2 separate regions of the Sus scrofa genome follow, and region 2 is linked to region 1. Evidence: chromatin contacts called from public Hi-C data. All regions are on one chromosome and are shown on one strand. Each heading gives the region's core, a stretch centred on a gene start, on an enhancer-like site or on the middle of the called end of the contact. The rest is flanking DNA. Distances are from core to core; before and after follow the strand shown.

Region 1 (5,390 bases), core at 749-3,248:
GATCTGGCATTGCCATGAGCTGTGGTGTAGGTTGCTGGATGCAATTTGGACCCTGTGTTGCTGTTGCTGTGGTGTAGGCCTGCAGCTAGAGCTCCGATTCAACCCCTAGCCTGGTAACCTCCATATGCTGCAGGTGCGGCCCTAAAAAGCAAAAAAAAAAAAAAAGAAAAAAAAGAAAAAAAAAGAAAGAAAGAAGGAAAAATTTCTTCTATGTAGTTCCTTATAATAAACAGTCGAATATATATTTCCTCATATTGATACTGGAAAGATGATATCAGAATCCGGGATCTTGTTCATAGCAGTGGAAGAGTGAACTCCTGAACACACAGGCAGCAAGCAAGCAAGGTCTTTATTAAAGAAAAGCAAATAGGAGTTCCCGTCGTGGCTCAGTGGTTAACAAATCCAACTAGGAACTACGAGGTTGTGGGTTTGATCCCTGGCCTTGCTCAGTGGGTTAAGGATCCGGCATTGCCGTGAGCTGTGGTATAGGTTGCATACGCAGCTAGGATCCCGAGTTGCTGTGGCTCTGGTGTAGGCTGGCGGCTACAGCTCCGATTCAACCCCTAGCCTGGGAACCTCCATGAGCCGGGGGAGAGGCCCAAGAAATGGCAAAAAGACAAAACAAAAAAGAGAAAACAGAAAAGCAAATAGCCTCCAGGACAGCTGGGAGAGGGGAGAAAAGCCCTCTTTCTCTATTGTCCTATAGGGATTTTATCTGTTAAAGGTGGGGAGGGGCACCAAAGTGGGCTCCAGAAAGATGTGGTTTTCTCCCATTGGCCTTGTTCGAATTACCTATATCAGTCTTTGTCCGATAGGGCTTTTGAGGTTGGAAAAGTCCAGAAAGTTCCATGGGCTTTTTTTTTGTCCTTTTCCTTCACCATTCGTCATTCCTTTTTTATCAGTTGAAGAGTGGGCTGAGACTCACATTTTCTATAGCAAAATCTGTGGGGAATGCGCATTTCTTATAATAAAACAAGGTGTGTGGAGATGTTAACTCCCTGGAGCCCTTAAGCCACAAATGTTAATCAGTGGCCATATCAAAGAATGCATCGAAGCCCATGCTCCTACACCGACTACCTGAGTTAATATTCTGCCTCAATATGGGGCCAAAAAGAAGTTTAGGAATGTCTCCTCTTTGTAATGACTTTAGTCATTGTGTAAATCAAGCAATAGACTTATAACAAAAGGAAAATTGAGTGGATATTCATAGATCTTTTCCCAGGGAGAAGAGAGTTAGGATGCCTGAGTATTTGTTCTGCCACTGACTTTGAGTAAATTAGTTCACATCTGAGCTTACATTATGTAAGACTATACTAAATAGCTGTAAAAACCGGATTCTTTAAGTGGCCCTAGGGGTAGCAAGTCTAAGCACAGCTAGAGGTGAAGGAAAATAGAAGTGGAAAGAAGAAATGGGGAGTGAGATACAGAAAGCTGGGAACAGGGGAGAAAAAGTTTATATGTGAGACTTGATGGTTCAGTATCAAGAAATTGCTGTCCCTGGGGTAGAGACGGCCTGGTGGGAATAGAGATGGAAAACAGTTTTATTTCTCTTTGCTTTACCCTTGTTAACTCAGTCAACACTTTGCTGTCAGAGTACATGCCTTATGTAGCCGAGGGCATGGCGGCTTGACCTATTCTTAATCACTGTATTCTTATTCATTCAGTGAGCTTGATTTAAACACCTGATGGCTTACTACCCTTTGGTTACTTTAATAAATCTCCAAGAAAAAAGACCAAGATGACTTCTGCATTATATTGTTCCGTGGTTAGACTTCAAAAGAGAAGAACAAGCAGCCCTGGGGAATATATGGGAGAGGGCAAAGCACAAGACATGCTATCAGAAAGGATGGCATCCCACCTCGGCGGGTGAACTGCCTCCCAGGAAGCGGCGCGGATCTGGCGGGCACGGTGAAAGGACTGCATTTCCCAGGCTCCGTCGCCCTCGAGGCCCCGCCCCCTTCGCCCAGGCTGCTGGACTCGGCTCCCTCCCGACTTCCCAGCGGCCCCGTGCGGCCCGGGCATGCCCAGTGCGGGCACAGCGGCCCCGGCCCTGGGAGCGCCCGGGCGGGAGCTGGCGGCTGGGCGCCGAGAGGCGCGGAGAAGCGGAGTGGGCCTGCGGAGGGCGAGGAACAGAGCCAGAGCCGTGGCGGCGAAGCTGCGGGGTAAGTGCAGCTCGGCGGAGCCAGGCCCTGGCGCCGCTCATTCTATGCGTAGTAGGGGTGGCAGGGGGTAGTGAGGGCGTGTGAGGGCAGCAGGGCCCGGGTATGGGGCCGAGAGGTGCGGACAGGGACTTCGGGAGAAGACCCTTGGAGGGAACCTTGCTGCGGCGTCTGGGTAGGGCCGGGGCGCGGGACACAGCCCGCAGCCATAGGCAAGCCTCTTCCCAGGTGCGGCGCGGCTATCTTTAGCTCCCGTATGATGGGAGATGAGCGTGCCCCGCGCCTCGTGCACGACTGTGGCTGCGGAGGGAGCCCAGCTTCCAGTTGGAATTGCCAAGTAGCTGCGGGGGAAGACCGGTCTGAAGGGACCATGGGGACCCCTGGGCTCTTAGCAGTCCCGGGAGCCTGGTGGGAAGTGAAGATGCTTACCTTTAGTGCACCTGCAGTAGGGATCTGACAGCCTCTTGCTTTCCGCGCTTGGGTTTAGCGACTTAGAAATGAAAGTACAGGGCTGTTCCTCAGTAGATGCTTAATAAGTTCTCATGACTGTTGTAGGAATTTAGCGGCCAGCCTCATGTACAGGCTTAAGAGACATTTTTGTCCAAGGGATGCTCGAGTTAAACAAAAATCCTCATTGCAGAGCTTGAGTAAAATGACCGGATTGAGGGGTTAGAACGCCGAGGGTTTGACGTTCGCTGTAGCCTTTGACGTGTTGTCATCTTGGGCAAGCCATTTAACTTCAGAGGCTCGGTTCCTCCCTCTGTAAAACGATGTGGACCAAGCGCATCTGGTTTCCTTCCACCGTAGTTGGATGGTTCCCTCCTTGTCTGGTCTCAAATTGTGGCAGGTTGCTTTTCTCCATGCCTCAGCTTTTTGTCAAACCGGATCATTGACCAAATATTTCTGTAGGAAGGCTGCTAGAATCTTCACATAAAATCGAAGTGACTTGTCCTTCAAAGGCCACAGTTGTCAGTAGGTAACCTTCCACTTGGTACTTTGCAGAAGCCAGGTGTTAATGGCCATGGTTCAGATAACACAGCTATTCTCCTTGGATTAGGACCATCGTTTCTCAAACTGTCAGTGCCCTGTGAGAAATCCAGACTAAGTAACTGGCTTCCTTAAACTCCCAAACTAGCTCATTCTGTAGTGGGATTATGTTTCTATAGAAGTTAAGTTTTTATTTTCACGTTATTGAGCTTTATACTCAAAACCCATGAAGAATTTTTAATACCTTTAATTTACAGATGAGGAAGCAGCTGGAAAAGAATGAATCCCTGATAATCTTTAGAATCCCTGATAATCTTTAGAAACTAGTGTCATAATTGAGCCTTAGCTATTCACCTGGCAGTGAGTTTTATCACTCAGGCCTTTTTGTTTTTAAGTGGAAACATTAACAAAAGTTTCTTACCCTTAGAGACCTCTCTGCCTGAGTGAGTGAATCTGTGTAGGACTTGACCCAAGGAGTAGATGGTATATGTACAGTGTTGTGCAAATGGCCTTCTTACTACTATATCCCCTGATCTTCCTGTTCTGGGTGGCAGTAGTCCAGTTGGGTCAGTAAAGTACAGTTGGTGAAGTGGTCATCAGGGAAACTGTGATTATGTTTTGAAATTTGAGGTTTATTTAAGCTGCCTGTGAAATTGTCATTAGGGTCTATTTTTTTAATTGAAGATACCCTAGATTGGTTTAGTCAGGTTTGAAAATTTTAGAATCCCAAGTTCTTAATTAAATTTTTGATATTGGTTTTTTCCATTCACCTTAAACACATAGTGTTTTAAGAATAGTGTTTTCAGAATATATATACATGTGAACTTTCAAGTTATTTTATGAAGCTAGATTTCTAGCTCACCTAAGAAATAAATAAAATGGGAAGGCTGTAGTTAAAGAATATTTATACATGTGAACTTCACTTTTTGGTCTGGTTTAAAATTAATTATTTTTTGCCTGCTTGTTAAAATTGTGCATGTATGTATATATTTAAAGTTGGAAAACAAGAAAGGCATATTTATGGGTCTTTGGGAGAAATTTCATATCATACGTTAAATTTACATGGATTCTGAAAAGCCTGTGTGTGAAGTACATATTTAGTAATTTTTGTTAGAACTTTCATCTTGTTCTTGCATTTGCATTCAAGTAATAAATATTGCTTAAGAGGATGTTGAAGTGTAATTATCACCCATCTCAAAATCTCAAATCTCCAAAATACATGGGACATGGAGGGATAGTTAGGGATGTCAAGGTCCAGAGAAGACACTACTCCATGTAACAACATATTTACCCCATGTAAACGTGAAAGGATGGCAAGTGATTTAAAAAGTACTGATCTTGGAGTTCCTGTTGTGGCTCAGTGGAAACAGATCTGACTAGGATCCATGAGGATGCAGGTTCGATTCCTGGCCTCACTCAGTGGGTTAAGGATCTGGTGTTGCCATGAGCTGTGGTGTAGGTTGCAGATACACCTCGGATCTGGTGTTGCTGTGGCGTAGGCCAGCAGCTACAGCTTTGGTTCGGCCCCTAGCCTGGGAACTTCCTTATGCTGTGGCTGCAGCCCTAAAAAGACCAAAAAAAAAAAAAAAAAAGTAGTGATCTCAGGTTTTTCAGCAGTTATAGGTATAATTTCCCTTTAATTCATTGTGCTTTTGTCTACCTAAGTGCTGGAATCTACTCTACTCCTATATGTGGAAAATGTCATCATGTACACATGTACAGGGAGTGACCTGAAGATAAATATTTTTCCCTGATTATGCTCTCTTTCCAGGTCCCTCATGATGAAAGATTTGGGGACACTTCTCTCTCCTTTGTGTAGTTGGTAGTTTGGGTTGTGAAGAGATGGCTGACAGTGTCAAAACCTTTCTTCAGGACCTTGCCAGGGTAAGTACATCAAGTCATTTTTTTACCTTTTTGCTACAGGAACTGACTAGGAAATGCTTTAAGTATATTTGAAATTTTTATTATATTTGTTGGGTTCTTTACATACAAATTTTCATTCTAATCCATACTACTCGAGAGAGGTGTTATCCCATATCTTGCAAAATCTTGGGAGGCTTGTCTAGTGAGTGTCTCTATTATTGGTTTTTTTTTTTTTGTCTTTTTTAGGGCCACACCTGTGGCATACAGAGGTTCCCAGGCTAGGGGTTGATTAGAGCTACAGCTGCTGGCCTCTGCCACAGCAACACCAGATCCGAGTTGTGTCTGTGACCTACACCACAGTTCACAGCAATGCTGGATCCT
Region 2 (5,390 bases), core at 1,123-3,622, 55 kb after region 1:
CTTGGGTAGACAGAGGAGGGAGGGGATCAAAGGTCTATTTGTTTCATATACAGTCTTTCTACAACCTACCCTCTTTTAGCCCCACTTTCACCCAGTTGTCCCTAATTCAACTCTAAGCCTTTAAAGAGTTCAAGGATGTAAATGAAGTTGCTTTTCTCATTCCCCATTGCTGGCTTTAGGATTCATCTTTCATCTAAATTATTCACCTTTCATCTAAAAGACTTTGCAAAATATTATTTCATACACTATGAGGGTTATTCCCTTTTGAAAATTTACTTTTGGGAGTTCCTGTCGTGGCTCAGCGGTAACTAACCCAACCAGTATCCAGAAGTACTCAGGTTTGATCCCTGGCTTTGCTCAGAGTTAAGGATCTGGCATTCCCATGAGCTGTGTCGTAGGTCGAAGATGAAGCTTGACTCTGGCGTTGCTGTGGTGTAGGCCGGGCCTATAGCTCCAATTCAACACCTAGCCTGGGAACCTCCGTGTGCCTCAGGTGTGGCCCTAAAAATACAAAAGAAAAAAAATTTACTTTTCCTCCTCTTTTTGGGCCACCCTGCAGCATATGGAGTTCCCTGGGCCAGGAATCAGATCCAAGCTGTGGTTGCAACCTACAAGGAGCAACAGCAACACTGGATTCTTTAACTCAGTATGTGGGGCCCGGGGGATGGAACCTGTATCCTGGTGCTGCAGACACGCCACCAATCCCATTGTGCCACAGCGGAGACACTAAAAATTTACTATTAAGTAAATTTTTTTTCCATCCCTGTTCTCGTTAAGTGGGTTAACGACCTGGCATTGCAATGAGCTGTGGTGTATGTCGCAGACACAGCTTGAATCTGGCATTGCTATGGCTGTGGTATAGACTGGCAGCTGCAGTTGTGATTCGACCCCTAGCCTGGGAACTTCCATATATTGCATGTGCAGCCCTAAAAAGCAAAAAAAAGTAAATTTTAGGACTTCCCTTGTGGTGTAGTGGTTTAAGGATCCGGTGTCACTCGGATAACTGCTGTGGTGTGGGTTTGATCCCTGGCCTGGGAACTTCCACATGTGGGCATGGCCAAGAAAACCAAAACAATAAAATTGTACTATTTAAGTTAATTTATTTTAATATTTACTATTAAAATTATTTTAGTAAGGTTAAAAAAGGGGACAGATGTTATTGTGTGCATCTATTCTATATGCTATGTTTGGTATTCTGCCTGAAAAGTGTATACCTTATTTTCAGGCTAAGATACCTTAATTCTATCAAGATACAAAGAAGCTGTGCAGGTCCTCCTCTTCCTTTCTTCATATTCTTTGTCTGCAGCACACAGTGCCAAAACTGAAAAAAATGATGTGGAAAACTTACTTTAACAAAAGCCTAAACTGTGATGAGCATTTTGAAGTGTCCTGGTCTTGTTTTTCTGTCCCTGACTTTGCTTCTTTAAATCAAATGTTTGCATTTTTGTATAATATATTTTACACTTACTTTAGTCTATTGCCAGTATCACAATCAATAGCTATTTATGTTCAATGCATGCATGTGGCCCAGTTTTGAGAATTGGAGAACTTAATGGAGATGATCTGCCCTGTGCCTTGAGTTCCTAGTCTAATTTACTGTCAAGGGGGAGTAACTATTTCAGTTTTTCTACATGATTTTGTACTCCAGCCAGTCCTTTTCTCAGAATTGACTTTCCCACCTAAACAGGATACTCTGCTTTTAAACTTTGCATTGTAAAATGCGCAGCCTTTTTGCTTGTACCTGCCAGTTTCTTACACATTAATGAGAGAGCGGGTAGTACTAGGCTATGCAGTTGCACTTCCTTCAAAAAGGTTGGGTTGAGGTATTGTTTTGGAGGCAGCTTAGATAAGATGGGAAAACTGGTTATCCTGACATTACCTCAAAAATACAAGAGCAGCTTTATTCATCCTGACGCCTTCCCACCCCTTGCAGCCATTCTTTGATGCTTCTCTCTCCCAACACAAAAGTTACTTTCCTTCTTCACAAGATCAGTTCTCAACAGCTGTTACTAGCTTCTCAGCTCCGGTTTTACCTGGCCCACACCTTCAAGTAAGAGGCAACCCTTACTGAGTGTGACCCTCAACACCTTGCCAGGCAAGGGTTGGGGTGCCAGGAGGTCGGGGGCGGCGGGCAGCGAGCCCTGCGGTGCTTCAATCCCTTGGAACGCGAGGCCAGCCAGCCGAGGATACACGCCTGGTCCCACTTAGCGTTTGTGCCCAGAGGTCGTTCGCACTGATGAGGTCGGCAGTTCTTAAACCTCTTCAGCCAGGATCTCCTCCGATCTTAAGGTAATATTGGCTGGCGGGCCTGAGAACGCAGCGAAGAGCGGCGCGGACCCGAGGCGCGGCCAATCTGCAGAGCCCGAGAGCCCCAGAACGCGCGCTTCCTGCTTTACGGCAAGGGAGCGCGCATTTGCGACAATGTGACGCTAGCAAGTTTTGGCGGGAAAAGTCCTGCATTTGGATTCCTGTGGTGGCGGGCAAAGGACGGCCTGGTGAGGAGGGGCGGCCGGTAGAGTGGGAAAGGCCCCTGGAGCAGGAGTTCGGGGTCTATAAGACTTAGGAGGGGCACCGCGAGAGAACGTTCTCGGCGCCGAGCCCGGGGGATCAGAGAGACTCCCGCGGAGGGCGGTATCGGAGGGTGGAGGAGTGTGATGCCAGGAGGTCCTCGTTGTACAAGGACTGGAGAGACGACTCCTCTGCTGGCTGGGTGCCCCAGAGTTTTGGGCCCCGGCCGCACGCGAGCCACCCAGCCCTTCCTTCCGCCTCTTGGGGCAGTTTGGCCCCGCCCCGGGCTCCTCCTGGCCTTGGGGACGGGGTGTGGGTAGGAATTGGGAGTGAGCCGATGGGGAGGAGGGGCTGCGGTCGTGGCAGTTATTTCCTTCACTAGTCAGCATCCCTGACTCTGACCCAAGTTCTCACCTTTCACCCCTTTTCCTGGTCCCCCACGGTAAAGCACTGGTCCTCCCACTTCCCAATGCGGATAGCACATCTCCTCTGCCGCCTGGAATGCGGGGTTTCAGCCTTGGGTTTGTGTGGGAATGGGGATTGTGAGTTACCAACGAAATGCCAGAGTTCATAATACTTGCTTGTGCTTTAACGGCTTGGATAAAAATATGGATGAGATGTTAGGGGAAACCAGGAGCTGTGATTTATCTTGAAGAATCATGGCAAGAGGCGGAGCTCAGTGGCTTAAGAGATGATTGAAGTTTATCCTCATATGCCGTCTTTTCTGGGTTCCTGCCTTTTACAGCCGTGGGACTTAGTGGAGACATGGCAGTGCCCTTTGTGGAAGACTGGGACTTGGTGCAAACCCTGGGAGAAGGTGCCTATGGAGAGTGAGTTTGAGTCCTTAAACCCTGCCTTCACACTCGCTTTAGTTTCCTGTCGGTTGTTGTCTCCTTTGAGTACATGTTAGGTTTTTTGGAATATGTTTATTCTAACACAGTGGCACCTTAGAGAACAGATCTTTGCATTTGAAACCCAAAACTTTGGGGAACTGAAGCTACACAATCTTCTGTAAGGATTAATTATTTTTCTTCCTTATTTTTAAAAAGCATTTTTTGCCCAAAGAGCCAAAAGAGATTTCTGAAATCAGTTTCCTGCCACCATTCCTTCCTGGTGTTTAAGCTGGTGGTTAAATGAGCAAATGAACAGACTTGAGTCAGACTGCCTGGTTTCCAATCCTCACTTTGTCACATGCTCACCATTGTTTTGTGTTCTTAGGCAAGCTTTTTTTTTTTTTTTTTTTTTGTCTTTTTCCAGGGCTGCACCTGCAGTGTATGGAAGTTCCCAGGCTAGGGGTCTAATCGGAGCTGTAGCTGCCTGCCTACACCACAGCCACAGCAACACAGGATCCTTAACCCACTGAGCAAGGCCAGGGATTGAACTCGAAACGTCATGGTTCCTAGTCGGATTTGTTAACCACTGAGCCACAACGGGAACTCCTAGGCAAGCTTCTTAATGTCCTTGTTTGCCTCTGTTTCCTCAGCTATAATGTGGCAATAGTAGTACATATCCAGTAGGTATTTACAGCGATTACCGCAGATATATATAGAATGGGATTGATAAATGCTAGATAATATATTAAAATTAAATGAATAGAGCAAAAATGAAATCTTGCCATTAAGTTACAACATGAATGGACCTAAAGGGTATTATGCTAACTTTAAATAAGTCAGACAGAGAAAAACAAATATTGTATGATTTCACCTAATATATGGAACTTAAAAACAAAACAAATGAACAAACATAAAAGAGAAACAGTTTCGGAGAACAAACAGGTAGTTGCCAGAGGGGAAGGGGGGCTGGGAAAGAAATACGTGAGATACAAACTTCCAGTTGCAAAATAAATGTCTCCAGGATGAATTGCACAGTGTGGGCAATATAATCAATAACTATATAATACTTTTGTAAGCCTAATTAGACTTACCATGGAGATCATTTTGAAATGTATAGAAATACTGAATCACTATGTTGTAACAGGAACAAACATAGTGTAGATCAGTTATACTTTAAAAACAAACACACATAGAAAAATAGATCAGATTTGTGGTTACCAGAGTGGGGTGGGGGAGGGGAAATTGAAGACAGTCAAAAGGTACAAACTTCTAATTATAAATAGGTACTGGGGATGTAATGTACAACATGATGAATGTAATTGACAGGGTGTATGTTACATATGAAAGTTAAAAGGGTGAGATAGTAAGAGTTCTTAACACAAAGAGTTGTCTATTTCATGTTTGTTTGTTTTTTCTTTTTAAGGCTGTACCTGTGGCATATGGAAGTTCCCAGGCTAGGGGTGGAATCAGAGCTGCAGCTGCTGGCCTATATACCATGGCCACAGCAATACAAGATCTGAGTGGCATTTGTGACCTACTCAACAGCTTGTGGCTTGACCACATCCTTAACCCACTGAGCAAGACCAAGGATGGAACGCACTTCTCAGGGAAACTGCATCAGGTCCTTAACCTGCTAAGCCATGATGGGAACTCCCTTTTTTCTATTTCTTCCATTTTGTGTCTATATGAGTTGATGGATGTTCACTAAACTTATTGTGATAGTCATTTCATTGCTTTATGTCAACCATATCTCAGTAAAGCTAGAAGGAAAACAAATTAAATGAATAGAGCATGTGCATATGTGATGTGGCCTAGAACTGCTATTTTCTCATTAATCAAGCATTTATTAAATGCCTTTTGGATATACAACATAGTGACTTCTTTGGAGCACTAGTTGTCATACTTGACATTTCAGAAAGTAGTGGTATCTGTTGAGAACATGGCAGAAACCATTCCCGTGGTTTCTTCCAGGTGGAGGAAAGTAATAAATGTAACATAGTTTTTGGATGCATTATGTTTAATCTTTTGAAGTTTCAAAAGATAGAAATC

The links. A called contact is a pair of places that touch in the nucleus more often than the background predicts.
Region 2: a contact with region 1 is called in a Hi-C map of liver, with 2.8 times the contacts expected there. The contact joins the promoter of CHEK1 here to the promoter of EI24 in region 1. A contact is called at or near these places in 3 of 47 Hi-C or Micro-C datasets (embryonic fibroblasts, epiblast stem cells and liver) and 1 of 2 datasets of contacts at active chromatin or transcription factors (alveolar macrophages).

Annotation. Positions count from the first base shown.
Region 1 is chr9:52,702,562-52,707,951 of Sscrofa11.1, forward strand. EI24 (etoposide-induced protein 2.4 homolog) reads left to right here and starts at 1,999. Exons shown (of 12, transcript XR_002335716.1): 1 at 1,999-2,162; 2 at 4,918-5,030.
Region 2 is chr9:52,756,852-52,762,241 of Sscrofa11.1, forward strand. It overlaps CHEK1 (serine/threonine-protein kinase Chk1), which reads left to right and starts at 2,373. Exons shown (of 13, transcript XM_005667481.3): 1 at 2,373-2,495; 2 at 3,254-3,338. The coding sequence starts at 3,274. LOC110255454 (a long non-coding RNA gene) reads right to left here and starts at 2,006. Exons shown (of 2, transcript XR_002335717.1): 1 at 1,880-2,006; 2 at 1-1,321.